Regions from separate parts of the Ovis aries genome. Here region 2 is linked to region 1. The links are chromatin contacts, called in public Hi-C maps. All regions are on one chromosome and are shown on one strand. Each heading gives the region's core, a stretch centred on a gene start, on an enhancer-like site or on the middle of the called end of the contact. The rest is flanking DNA. Distances are from core to core; before and after follow the strand shown. Region 1 overlaps AP3M2 (adaptor related protein complex 3 subunit mu 2). Region 2 holds the start of VDAC3 (voltage dependent anion channel 3).

Region 1 (6,812 bases), core at 4,215-6,714:
ATCAGACTGCCCGTGCTTAAGCCCCACCTGCAGTACTGATGATACATGACCTTGGCAAGTTATTGAATAGTTAACCTCGGTTAAGTGTAAGGACATCAGTGTTAATGACATCAGGACAGAAGCAATGCCTGCCTCATACTTATGGGGTGGATTAAATGAGTAATCAAGGGAAAACCTGTAGGGTCGTGCTGGCCCCAGGAAGTAGTACTCCACAGATGCCAGGGATGGTTGCAACTTTAGTATCACCCTGCAGTTTCTCTGTCAGATCACACCGACCCCATCCCTTAGGGGTTTTTGTAAGGATCAAAGTCAAGTTAAAAGCACTCTCACAAATTTGTAAAAGCCCCATGAGGTATGAATGTTACTTTCCCAAGTGCGGATAATTATCGGTCACATGCAAAATGGTAAAACACGGAAATGTGATTTCTGTTTGCTGCGCCTTTTCCTCAGAGTCCACCGAGTCCGCTCTTTGGTTTTGTTGATTTCATTCTAAGAGTTGTTAGAAGAGTTAGTTGACTTACTAATCAACATCTTAGATTTACAGAAAGGAAACGATCAAAGACGTCTAGAGGGTTTTTCTCTGCATACTCTGTAAGACAAAGACGGAGGTGAGGGAGGAAAAGCTGCCAGCAGAACAGAAAAGCGAGAAGTGGCCGTTTTCCCGGTACATTGACGATGTGGGCTTTTTGTCTCCTCTCTTTTCCAGCCTGGTGGCGATTCCAGTGTACGTGAAACATAACATCAGCTTCCGGGACAGTAGCTCACTCGGCCGCTTTGAAATAACGGTGGGGCCTAAGCAGACCATGGGGAAGACCATAGAGGGGGTGACCGTCACCAGCCAGCTGCCCAGAGGCGTCCTGAACATGAGCCTCGTGCCGTCTCAGGGGGCGCACACGTTTGACCCAGTCACCAAGGTAGGAGAATACACAGGAGGTTCGAGTAGCCCGTGTTCGAAATAGCAGGAGCTCTGCAGCACTCCTTTCTGTCTTGTGGAAAGGCGAGCTTGACCAGAGGGATGTGGTTGAGGACACCGAGATAATTCACAGGAACAAGTAGCATTCTCTTCTGGGAAACCCCCAGGAGGTCATAAGAACACAGTGAGCTCAGGCGTCCCAGGTGCAGTTTCCACCATAACTTCCTTCTTTTCTCTCTCTTTGGAGATGCTCTCTTGGGATGTAGGAAAAATAAATCCCCAGAAGCTCCCAAGTTTGAAGGGAACCATGAGTCTCCAGGCCGGAGCTTCCAAACCGGATGAGAACCCCACGATCAACCTGCAGTTTAAGATCCAGCAGCTGGCCATTTCTGGTGAGTGACGCCCAGCTCAGGGTGGGGGGAAGGCAGGGGCCCAAGGCGGCGATGTCACAAAGCCCCCCTGGCCACTCCCTGTCCACAGAGTTGGGTTTCGTTAGCTGATATGTCATCTTTAGTCAGATCTTTCCCAGCCCATTTCTGGAGGAACTCTGTGACCCTCCATCAGTATTGGAGATGAAAGTGCTCATGAGCCGTTGTTGAGTCACCCTGGGGGCACTGGTTGGGGCATCCCAGAGTCGTCAGTACCAGGATGTATCTGCATTCTCAGCTGGTGAGTGAAAAGAATTCCCTCCTTTCCCCCAATTTCAGAAGATTTCATGTGTGCTGTGATCATGTGGAACACTCAGCTGACCTGAGTTATCGACCGTAGTTTACACCCCACCACCCAGGGGGATATCAAGACTTGTTACCTCTGCAGGTGTCTACTACGTGCCAGGCACTAATTTAAGCTCTTTTCATCTATTTTCTTATTTAATTCTTAGAATGACCCTTTTGGATGGATAGGAGATGACTTCACCTTTATATGAAGTTCTTGTTTTCTTTGCCAATGGACCACATCTAGTTTAAGTGATTAGAATTCATTTAAACGATAAGCTCTTTTCATCTTAAAATGCTTAATAAACTTTAAAGCTCTGAATAGTATAAAATGTTCTTTTCTTAGTCCAGTGAGAATATTTAAGAAGCACTGAAGAATTAATTCATCACTTGTCATCATTAGTTTATTCACTCAGTTATACCTTTATTTGATTATGGATTTCTTAATTCTGTTATTATGAATTCATATGTTCAACCCCATAACTTTGAGAAAAATCTGGAGTGGTCTTATTTTTCCTTACCGTCATTTCAGCCTGCATATAACTTTCTGCCCTTTGCACCACAGGGACAGATCTCATTGGCTGGCTTTTTATTGGAGCAGGTTTTTATTTTCAGCCTATGTTCCAGGGGTGAAGAACCTGTCAGCTGTGTTTAAGTGACATAATTAAGTGTAGGTTCCCAGGTAGCGGAATGGTAAAGAATCGGCCTGCAATACCGGAGATGCAGGAGACTCGGGTTCGATCCCTGGGTTAGAAAGATCTCTTGGAGAAGGAAATGGAAACCCACTCCAGTATTCTTGCCTGGAGAATCCCATGGAGAGAGGAGCCTGGTGGGCTACGGTCCAAAGGACCCATAGCATCCCAAAGAGTAGGACACAACTGAGCGACTGAACACACACACAGTTTCCGGTTCACGGTTACAGCTTTCTCCAGCCCTCGGAGCTCTTTGAGTTGACATGAATTAACCAGTTATGCTACCTGCTTCTTTGGAATAATGCTTGCATTCCTTCCTTGCAGGCCTCAAAGTGAATCGTCTGGATATGTATGGAGAGAAGTACAAACCCTTCAAGGGCATAAAGTACATGACCAAAGCTGGGAAGTTCCAAGTTCGAACCTGAAGCGAGAATTTTGCAAAGCAGACGGTCACGAACACTTTTTCATTTCTTAACCTGTCTAGAAGTAAAACCTATCAGCCTATCTCGTAGGTCTGTGCCCCCTCTGGACCCACAGGCTCCCGTTTTCCTTAGCCGTCAGCACCGTGGAGTGAATCCAGGGAGACAGGGTCGCCGGGGGCCGGGGCAGGACCCACCCACCAGCATCTCCAACCCAGTTCTCAGAGCAGAGGCGTGGGTCGCAGCGGGAGGTACCTGACTGCATGTGAAAAAGACCAGCGTTTGTTACTCGTTCGGCTGTAATTTTCTTCAGCCAGGGGAAGACTTCTTTGTTTTTTTTTAACCCCAGGGAAAAAAAATTAGAGCACGCACTTGGAAGGAAACGAATGTTAGTGGAGGAAGGTTTCTTGGAAGGCGTGGAGTATATGCACCCCCATTAAAGTTAAGAGAGAGGGGCACCCATCTCCACCCCTAGGAGGGGCTGCGAGGTACCGAGTGGAGTGAGTTTCCTTCTGAGCCCTCTGTTTGTATACAGGCATAAAGATCTGTACTTCTAGAAGCGAACTGGAAGCTTCTTTAGTTGGATCCCCCTGCTGACACGGAAGCCCCAGCGGGATGAGACTTTTCCCTCAGAGGCTGGGACGCCGCTCGCACCAGCTTGCAGAGGCTGAGGGCTGCCTGCCCGCAGCACCGGGCCGCCCTCTCCGGGGAGAGGGTGCCCTGCCCGCTCCCTGGGGGGCGGTGGTCCCAAATACCTCTTTCCTTGAGCGCCCCCCCAAACAGCTCCACTCCTTCACAGAATTTCCGCTCCCTGAGGAGAGTTTCAGAGAAGCCAGCCCCGTTTGCCCCAGGGCGGCAGGCTGTGTGAGCCGCCCCGGAGGCCCAGTGGCTCCTCGTCCATGTCCGTCGGGGGCTCCCTGGGGGCTGGAGCCTGAACCTCCCTTCGGCATGCTTTCCCGCGGTCACTCTCAGCCAGACGCTGACAGGAGCGGCCAGTCCTGGGGGCCTTCCAGTAACGACATTTCCTCAGAGTCTCTTCTGTACCCCCACTGTATAATCTATTTATTAGCAACATATATCGACTAGTCCATGTTTGTTTTTAAGACCCCGCCCCCAGATCCCTTCAGTCGTTGAATAAAACCGATGTTGTAGGAAGGTGGGTCCTGTTGAGCATGTGCGGCCCGGTTCAGGAAACACGGCAGCTGAAGGTGGTCTGCAGGCCTCTACAGCGGGAGGCTTTCCATTCAGCTCAGTGTGCCCATCACCCATTCCAATATTTATAGGTCAGACAGGTATTTTTAAATTATAGTTTATGATGCGATATTGTGCTCTGTTCTGTGCATGGAGAGAAATGAAGACCTTGTGCTCTCCAAACCCTATAATTTTTCTCTAATGCCCTGTTTCCAAGTACTTAGGTAGTGTGTTTTTGTTTTTTTCCTATAGTTTTCTCTTCCTACTTCCTGGATTTGTTTTTTTGCTGCAGAATAATGCTGCTTTGTGGTTTTGCTCCGGGGTCCGTTGTCCTGTGTCTCATAGCCTGTCACTCCAAAATTTGTCCTGGATCCAAGATCCCATTCCTAGAATAACGGAACTACTACTGCCGAGGGCTCTGGAGGATTTCAGGGTTTCCTGGGTCACAGGAGACAACCCATCTTGGTCCCTGAATACCCTTAGGTTTATAAGTCTAGCTGTCTTATTCCCTCCAGGGCAGCTCATCCTAATTTCAAGGGGAGAATTTAAGCAGAACTAAAGTACTGGGGCTGTGGGGCCCACAGACGATAGCAGGAGAGGCCGCCCCGAGCTGCAGACCCTTGGACTCCCCCTCACCCCAGTGGTGTGTTAGCATAGGTGGTACTGGGTGCCCCCAGGAAGCCTCTCGGTTCCACATGTGTTTAACGTGCAGAAGCATCTTCTCTGTTTAAATCTTAATAAAGTTGAGTGTTGCCAGTCCTTCATGTCCTGAGTGTCTTGTTACTAGGACCATGGGCGATGCTCTGCACACATGCCCAGCAGAAGCAGAAAGAAAGACAGGAATTCAGGGGATCTCACTGCATCCGCACTTTCCTACCACAGACCCGAAGCTGTATATATGGTTTGGGTATGTCATCTTGCAGGTTGTGAGAACAAAGGTCCAGATCAATCAAATTACATTTCCCAGGGTACAAAAGACAAAACCACTGAAGCTGCTGGTGTCTATTCTAGCGCTTTCCCTGTCCTGGCCTCTCATGCTTCTTAGGTTGATTAATTCGGACGTGAAGCCAGGTGCAGGGGTCCTGGTTATCCTAATTGCAGTGAAGACTTCCCGGAGTCTCCTGGGATGTGGAGACGAGGGTCCTGCTCCCATATCTGTCCTGTCTCTCCTGGCCGGGGGAGACTAAGACAAGGACTTCTTCCTGCCTTCCAGCCCCAAGTGTTGTCAACTGTGTACTGCCACCCCATCCTGTCTATTTCAGCGACTCATCTCTCTGCCTTGGGTCTGGCTGTTTCCTTAGCCTCATGGTGTGACCAGGCAGTTTATAACACGTGTACTTTCCTCTGTGGCCAGTAGGTGGAGACTCAGTGCCAGCAATGACACTAATTTTTTTTTTAATTGTTAGAAAAATAATTTTTTTGAAGGAAATTGAAACTCTTAAATTTTGCCTTAAGATCCCAAGCTTGTGAGTCTTTGACTTTCAAGGTTTTAGATGTGGAACCAAAGTTTATTATCCTCTTTCAACAACCTGAACTAAGATGGGAGCTCCGGGGGAATGCTCGTTTCAATCGTTTGAGTTTCTCTAGGTCTTTACCCATTAAAGCTGTTTGCACAATTATATGAGGATCTTTTTTGCTCTTTGGGTTTCTATTGCCGTTTGTTTTATTAGCCAGCCAGAGATAGTAAAGCAGTGCTACCTATTTCCCCTTAGCGCCTTCTCCTTCCCCCAACACGGCCCAGACATTTTATCCCGACCCTCCTCACCCACATCGGGTAGTGATGTGCTGTGCTCTGAGTGTGTTTTAGCCTCCGAATGCAAGTGCGGGGCTGGGGCCCTGCCTGGAGCTCTGTCAGTGGCCTCTGCTGAGCACCTGTCTTCAAGCAGCCTGTGGTTTCCAGGGCTTCACTCTGAGGAATGTGATGGGGGCCTTTTAACTTTGCATTTCCATCAAAGGAGCCCTCCGCTGCTTCACTTCATTTCAATAACACAACTGTCCGGAGAAAAGCTCGTTCTGCAACAGGGGAGGGAATGAAACGAGCAGAACTCCCACCAGAGCTGCAGTTACGGGGCCTTCCTTGCCACTGTCTTCCAGCCGTCTTCCCTCCAGAGGGCTAAGGTGCACAAAATCTGCCCCTTTCACAGGCTCAAGTCAGGAAATCTGTGACTTACGTTTGTGTGATCCGAGTTGATTGAACTGGTCCCGGGACCGAGCATTGTCAGAGAAATCTGTGCCCCCTCCCCACCACTACCCCCACTGCCCACCGCTGGAATCAAGCTTCTGGGCTTTAGATTCTCTTTCTTTTGTGAGTTGAAACTATTCTTTTAAGAACTACGTTGAACAGTTCTGACCGCCTCTCTAGAGAGAGAGGAGAGAGACCTAAGACCACGTTTGCTCCAAGGAACTGTCAGCACGTAACCCAACACCAAGCCTTGCATCAGGTTCATTCTTAGATCCGGGGTGTCAGTGATAAGAAACTGCCGGGCAGCAACCGGGGGTATGAGTTACATCTCAGGAGCAGTAAGACAGTGTAAGAGAAGCGGAAAGCAGCATTGCTTAAGTAACATACTTGTGTGGACTGGTCTGGGAGTGAATTCTTTAAAAAAAATTTTCTTTATTGGAATATAGTTGATTTACAATGTGTTAGTTCCAGGTATACAGCAAAGTGAATCAATTTTATATTTAACATATATTCACCCTTATTTTTTTATGTTCTTTTCCCATGGAGGTCAGAGTTTGGAGTAGAGTTCCCTGTACTACACAGCAGGTTCTCTCTCTTTTTTTTTTTTTTAGTTTTTTATTTTTTAAATTTTAAAATCTTTAATTCTTACATGCATTCCCAAACATGAACCCCCCTCCCACCTCCCCTCCCCATAACATCTCT
Region 2 (6,712 bases), core at 2,887-5,386, 190 kb after region 1:
ATAGTAACAAAATGATAATTATCGGAGGGTAAAAGGACTCCTTCCTTAACCTGTATGTGTCAAACCGTCACACTGTACACCTGAAACTTACATAGTGTTTCATGTCAATTATACCTCAATAAAGCTGTCCTGAGCTCTGCACACAGAGTCCCCACTGGAGGGGAGAGGCTGTGGGCATTGACCCTCTTTGGGGTGCTCTCCAGGGATCCCAAGTAGTAGAATCCCTTCCCAGGATCCAGACTCTGCACCCCTTCACGGTGAGTCTGCCTCTGGCTTTTCTATCGACCTGGGAGTTGTGTTGTATGTGACTCACGGGGTGTGATCTGTCTCCTGCCTGAGGTGAACCCTGGGAGTGGTCCAAGCCTCCCCAGAACTTTGACCACAGAAAGCCATATGGTGGGGCCCCTTGGGCGGGCCTCATCCAGATGGTTTATTTCTGGGGAATCTCCATTTTAAAGATGAAGACACCGAGGCTCAGAGAGGTCAGGTAACTTGCCGAAGCTTACACAGCTAGTGAGTTGCAGACCTCGGATTTAACGCAAATGTTCTGGTTCCCAAGTTCATTCCTTCCTGCACACCACACTCCACAGTTCAAGTTCCCTGAAACATAGCTATATATTCACCAAAGGGACACTGCTTCTTTCTATTTTCAGGTTACATAGGAATATGTCACCCTCCTTTTTCTTAACTTATCCTTTGTGTAAAGTGATCATAGTGCTTTACTAGCAAGTGGTTAAGAAGAGCTAATTTCCAGGTTGTGTAAGCCAGGCTGTACCCAAACCCACAAGTGGAACATGGACAAAATTGATTTCCTCATAAAAACAATTTGTAAATATTTCCTGCCCTTTTGACATTCAACTTGGACTCTAACTTGGGTAGGGAAGCCCCATAACTGTATTCACAATCGTATGGAGAGCTTGGATGAGGCTCTGGGGGCAAGGGAAGGGCTGGGCTCATCACCCTGACTCCCATCTGCAGCACTCACCTGCAGGGTCAGCTTTTCTTTACCTCATTTCCTTGTGCCCCCTTGTGGTCAAGAGTGACATGAGCGCCCAGAAGGCCCAACGTGAATTCCAGGGACTGATCTCAGCAGCAGTTCCCAGTTTTGGGTGGAAATTCCCCAGGGCACAGCAGTCCCCTTCTCATGAACCTAGGTACTTTCCCACCTTGTGAAAGTCAGTTTAACTTTTCTAATTATAACAAACACATTTCCAAATTTTAGAAATTTTGGAAAATACAGAAAAGTGTGAAGAAAATAAAAATCACGTATACTCTGACCCAGCAGAGTCACTGTCAGATTTTGGAAACATTTTCCCAACATTTCTTCTATGCACATACATACACACACACACACAAATATACAGCATCTATTTAGTTAATATATAATGTATGTATTATCAATCTATCACCAGTCCAGAGTTAAGCCATTGCCAATGTCCACGTCTATGGGGCTTCCCTGGTGGCTCAGATGGTAGAGAAACCGCCTGCAGTGAAGGAGACCTTGCTTTTTCTTTAAGTAAAATTGTAACACATGCATACACACACACGCACGGAGTTACACTGTCCTTAAACTTTTGTCCCGCTAACCCCACTTTTTTAAACTGGGCCTTTCCCTCAGATTACCAGATACTAGCAGAACACATGGTTGAACCATATCCCAAAATATGAGTGTATTACAATATAATGAATCCTCTAAGTGTCAGCCATTCAACTCAGTTCAGTCGCTCAGTCATGTCCAACTCTTTGTGACCCCATGGACTACAGTACAGCACTCCAGGCTTCCCTGTCCATCACCAACTCCCAGAGCTTTCTCAAACTCATTGCCATCGAGTTGGTGACGCCATCCAACCATCTCATCCTCTGTCATCCCCTTCTCCTTCCTGTTGGAAGTGGTTTTTATAGACTTTAATGACCTGCTGGGCCTGACAAAGGCCAGGTCTGTGCCACAGTGCAGGTTGGAGTGGTAATTTTAATATTCGTCTGGATGTGAATAAATCTAAGTTGGCTTGCATGGCTTTTAATAGCCTATAGCATATGAATTTTCATCTGTGTTATTAACTAATGAACATTTTCCATGTGCCAGGTGGATCACTGTACTCTGGATACATCACCGTCTTTACTATCGACTACAATCCCAGAGATGGGGGAGCCTGGTTGGCTGCTGTCTATGAGGTCGCAGAGTCAGACACGACTGAAGTGACTTAGCAGCAGCAGCAGCACAATCCTCTGAAGTAGACCTTATTTGGTTGTCTCACAGATGTCGAAACAGAGACGTAGAGTTGTTCGCCAACAACCACAGGGTTGGCAGGTCTGAGGTGCCAACACAGCATCTTTTTACTCCAAAACTCATTTTATTTAGCCCACTAAACTTATATTGCTTTGCCAATGACATTGATCATTTTTTGCCTCATTTTCCAAGTCTCACATTACGAGGCCTTTGGGAGCAAGCGTCTTCCTTATCTTTTCTTAGCCTGAAATGCTTAAACACAGCAGGCAAATCATCTTTGGCTCTGGTTTCAAGAAGCAACCTGGTATTATGTTCTGAGTATCAAACACTTTGTGGGGTTTTCTTTTCTTTTTATCTTGAAAAATAACTTTAGACTTACAAGAAAGATTCAAGAATAATGCAATGAAGATCCATAGATCCTCTACCTAGATACACCAATTGTTAACATTTTGAATGTTTTTTTCCTGACCATTTGAGAGTTTGTTGCAGATACCCACTATGTCACTTATGAATAACTTAATCTCCTAAAAAACAGGCCATTTATCCATACATGCGTGTTAGCATGCAAGTTCTGTCGCATCCGACTCTTTGCAAGCCCATCAGGATCCTCTGTCGATGGGGTTCTCCAAGCAAGTGGGTTGCCGGTGCCCTCCTCCAGGGGATCTTCCTGACCCAGGGATTGAACCCGCATCTCTGTATCTTCTGTATTGTACAAGGATTCTTTAACGCTGAGCCACCAGCAAAGTCCCCATTTCTATATAATCAAGATATAATCATTACCCTTAGGAAATTTAACATTGTTGCAATACTAATACAGTCGACATTCAAATTTTCTCAATTGTTCCAATACTGACCCTCAATAGCTGCTTTTTGTTTTTTGACCCAGGGTGCAATTTAGGATTACTTGATTCTCAGGGTCATATCTTTCTTTTGTCTCCTTTAATCTAGAACACTTGACTAGTCTTAACAGTTCATGAAGTTCGCGTTTTTAGGAGAGACCAGGTGGTTGTTTTGCAGAACTGTCCCTCAACTGGATTTGTCTGTTTCCTCCGGAACGGAGAGAAAGCACTTCTTCGGCGAGTCATTCTCACACAAGACATCAGTCTGTACCATCCCTGGCGCTGCACAGTTCCATCACTCGGTCTAGGTGATGCGTTTGATGTGAAGGTTACCCTTTTCTCTTCACTAAGTCATCTGTGGGATAATACTTTGGAACTGGACGAATATTCTCAACCGTTCAGCATCTACTGATGAATTCTGCGTGACCCAGTTCTTGGTGCCTCCAAAGCAGGGATTTTGTTTCTGTAATTTCTCATACGTTTGAGTCGGAATTCTTCTCTAAAGGAGAGCTGTCCCTCATTCACCTCCTCTCTCCCTCTGGATTACATCTTTAAGTCATGCCACTTACCCCTTGGGGACCTATGTTTCTCATCGTTAAGATGAGGTGACCTAAGGGCCACATTCTTGAACTTCAGTCACTCTGAGACGGAATCTCCTCACAGGTCTCTCAAGCGTCCGCTGGAGAAAGACGCGGCAAGGGGCGACCTCTCCGCGGGCAAGGGGCGACCTCTCCGCGGGCAAGGGGCGACCTCTCCGCGGGCAAGGAGCGACCTCTCCGCGGGCAAGGGTCGCCAGTGGGCTCCGCGCCTTCTCGCGAGAGCGGGCCCCTCAGGGGATAAAGGCGCGGGACCTGCGCCTGCGCGCTCACATCCACCCCGTCTGCCCCCGCGCGCCGCCCTCCGCGGCGCGCGCGCGCACTCGGACAGTTGGAGGTGTTGGGCCGCCTCGGGCTCGCGGCGCGCGCCCCCGGCGCGACTCTCCGGCGCAGCCGCGGCGCGGGGTTCGGGGCTCGGGGCGCGCAGGCGCCGCGGGCGTGGGGCCGCGCAGGCGCGGACGGCGTTGGTCCGAAGAAGACCTTCAGCGGTGCCCTGGCGGAGCGGACAGGCCCCTCCTAGCGGAGCGGACAGGGCCCTCCGGTCGGAGGTGAGGCAAGCCGGGGCCGCGAGCTGGCGGCCGGGCGGGGGCCGGCCGGGCGGGCGGCCGTCCGGCAGGGACCCGCGGGAGGCGGCTAACGGAGGCAAGGCCGCCGAACGGGGCGCGGGCCCGCGGGCGGGGGCAGCGGGAACCGGCCCCTCCGGGGACGGGCGGGCCGCGCCGCCACCTGCGCCTCGGCCCGGCCGGTCCCCGGGAGGCTGGCTTCGAGGGAAGGCGGGTCCGGGAACCCCCGAGCCCCGGCTTCCTCTCCGGCCTCGGCATCCAGCATCAGGGGGCCCCTCTACTCCCTGCCCCTGAGGGGAGGGTGCTGGACGTCCAGCTGAGGGGGGCGAGGCGAGCTGGCTGTCCCCACGGTGATGCTGTTGTAGCCGCCGCTCCTCCACCCCCGACCCCGGCACCTCCCCTCGCTCCCCGCCCCCGCCTGCGGCTCCCGCAGCCCGGGGGCGCCGTGCACGTCCACGGAAGAGTGCATCGGCAGAGCCGCGGCAATGTGTTGGAACGTGACGTGTCTGGGGCTTCTCGAGTTTTTGCTTGCTCATACCAGCAGTGCATTTCCCATCGGGATCGTGGGCCTCGAAAAGAAAGCTTGAACTGGGCACAGTAGAGGTCAGATGACGCCCCCCACCCCCCACTCCCCCAACGCGACTTTGCAGAGTGTCTAGCAAGTGCTTTTGAAAAAGAAGCAAAATGCTGAAAGACTGTAATGGGTCCCTAGATGGAGGTTGCCAAACACTTAAGTGTATCTTTCCTTTTTTTTTTTTTTTAAAAAGAGCAAACAGTAAAGCTTTAACGTTTTTAATATTTGAGTACGTAGAGCCTGGTTTTTACACTTCACCTCCCAAGTTATGGGCTTCAGGCAGAATTTCAACAGGTACCACCGTCGTTTGTGATCGTAAAGAGTAATATCAGATTGCAGTTGGCAGTGTGTAAAAGGTCTCAATTTGATGGTTGGGACACAAAGGACTTGTGTTGTAAACTAATTGCTCTGGATAGGAACTTGGACACCTTGTGGCCTAGAACAAAGTTTTATTATGGTATGACTCAGTACATTTATCTTCTTCATCTTTACTCTTTACACTTTACATATATTCTTAAACTCTATTCTCCTAACATATCCTAATGTCTGTCGTATTGGACAGGTTTAGGTTAAGGAACACATTTTAAATGAATTCACAGTGAAGACGTGCACCACAAAGCGTGTGTTGTGTTCAGGTGTGGTGGAATAGGCAGAAACTTACTAGCAGGAGGCCAGGCTAAGAGCTCCGCTAAATAGAAATAAATAGGTTTGAACGTGTAGGTGGTTGAGGCATCGGAATTGCAAGGGCTCGCTGCTGCTCTGGATTTTACTAGGGGTAGTAATAGGGTTAACAGGGGCTTCCCAGGTGGCTCATTGGTAAAGAATCCACCTGGCAAGACAGGAAACGGAGGAGAGGCCGGGTCAGTCCCTGGGTGGGGAAGATCCCCTGGAGGAGGAAATGGCAACCCACTCCAGTATTCTTGCCTAGAGAATCCCACAGACAGAGGAGCCTGGCAACTTAGAGTGCACAGTGGGGCTAATGGGGTTGCTTGAGGTGCTCCAGCGTGACTTTTGAGGATGCTGCTGGAAGAGATTTCCTGTTGTGCAGAAAGGGCAAAGGAATGGTATATTCAGCAGTGTTGATTGGCCTCAGAATTTTGAAGTGAGGGTCATGTTGGCAGTAGAGAAGCTGGGTGAATCCTCAGGCAAGATGAAGTGAAGCACCTAGTGTTTTTGAAGACTGTAACTTTTAGAGTGTATACCGATTTTTGGTAAGCAGATTACTGCAGGTAGGATCTATCCTCTCTCTGGTTAATAGGTTAGATTATAGCACTGTATTTTAAGAGTTTTGAGAGAGGGCATATTCTGGATGAATACACTTCAATTAGTGTGGTAATTCTTAAGAACTGAATTTCAGAGTGGCAAAAATGTTAACCCTGAAGATGTTAAAGTCCATCTGCTTTACAGATCCTCAGAAAATTTACTTTGTCATCTTATACAGCTCTCTGGCTTTACAACTGCTCAAGACATGTTTTACTAATGTACATTTTTGCATTCTTTTAAAAAGTGAAAGTCCAGTTTAACAGAACATCTGCTTCAGCCTTCAAGAAATTTCTCTTCTTTGAAATGCAGTCAGAAAGATGACCTCCATGAATCTCATGAGAAACATCCTTTCATTCTTCAGGTTTCTGGAAAGCTCTTTTTAAAGGAGCAGCGTGCTTTCTCTGAACTTTGCTTGCCTTAGGGGTTAAGCATTAATGATACAAAGCAGGAAACATTGTATACTACTTCTTACAGAAATAAACACTTGAACAGTGAATAAGTACTAAATATTATTTATTCCCTTGTCCTTATTTTTCTTTATAAGATATGTGTAACACACCGACTTACTGTGACCTAGGAAAGGCTGCCAAAGATGTCTTCAACAAAGGATATGGTAAGTCTGCTATTGTAAATTGCCACTATGGGGTAAG

Evidence for each region. A called contact is a pair of places that touch in the nucleus more often than the background predicts.
Region 2: a contact with region 1 is called in a Hi-C map of hypothalamus, with 6 times the contacts expected there. The contact joins the promoter of VDAC3 here to the enhancer-like site in region 1. A contact is called at or near these places in 7 of 16 Hi-C or Micro-C datasets (blood, hypothalamus, liver and 3 more).

Annotation. Positions count from the first base shown.
Region 1 is chr26:36,372,332-36,379,143 of ARS-UI_Ramb_v3.0, forward strand. It overlaps AP3M2 (adaptor related protein complex 3 subunit mu 2), which reads left to right. Exons shown (of 9, transcript XM_042241241.1): 7 at 707-914; 8 at 1,161-1,305; 9 at 2,643-4,687. The coding sequence ends at 2,743. Among named protein-coding and RNA genes, the nearest start is that of AP3M2, 18 kb to the left of the region's middle. Within about 2 kb of position 5,465, at least 6 of the 54 cell types and tissues checked have an H3K27ac peak or open chromatin away from gene starts, as enhancers often do. A contact at or near this core is called in hypothalamus, where this site is marked.
Region 2 is chr26:36,562,681-36,569,392 of ARS-UI_Ramb_v3.0, forward strand. VDAC3 (voltage dependent anion channel 3) reads left to right here and starts at 4,137. Exons shown (of 9, transcript XM_015104638.3): 1 at 4,137-4,210; 2 at 6,607-6,675. The coding sequence starts at 6,609.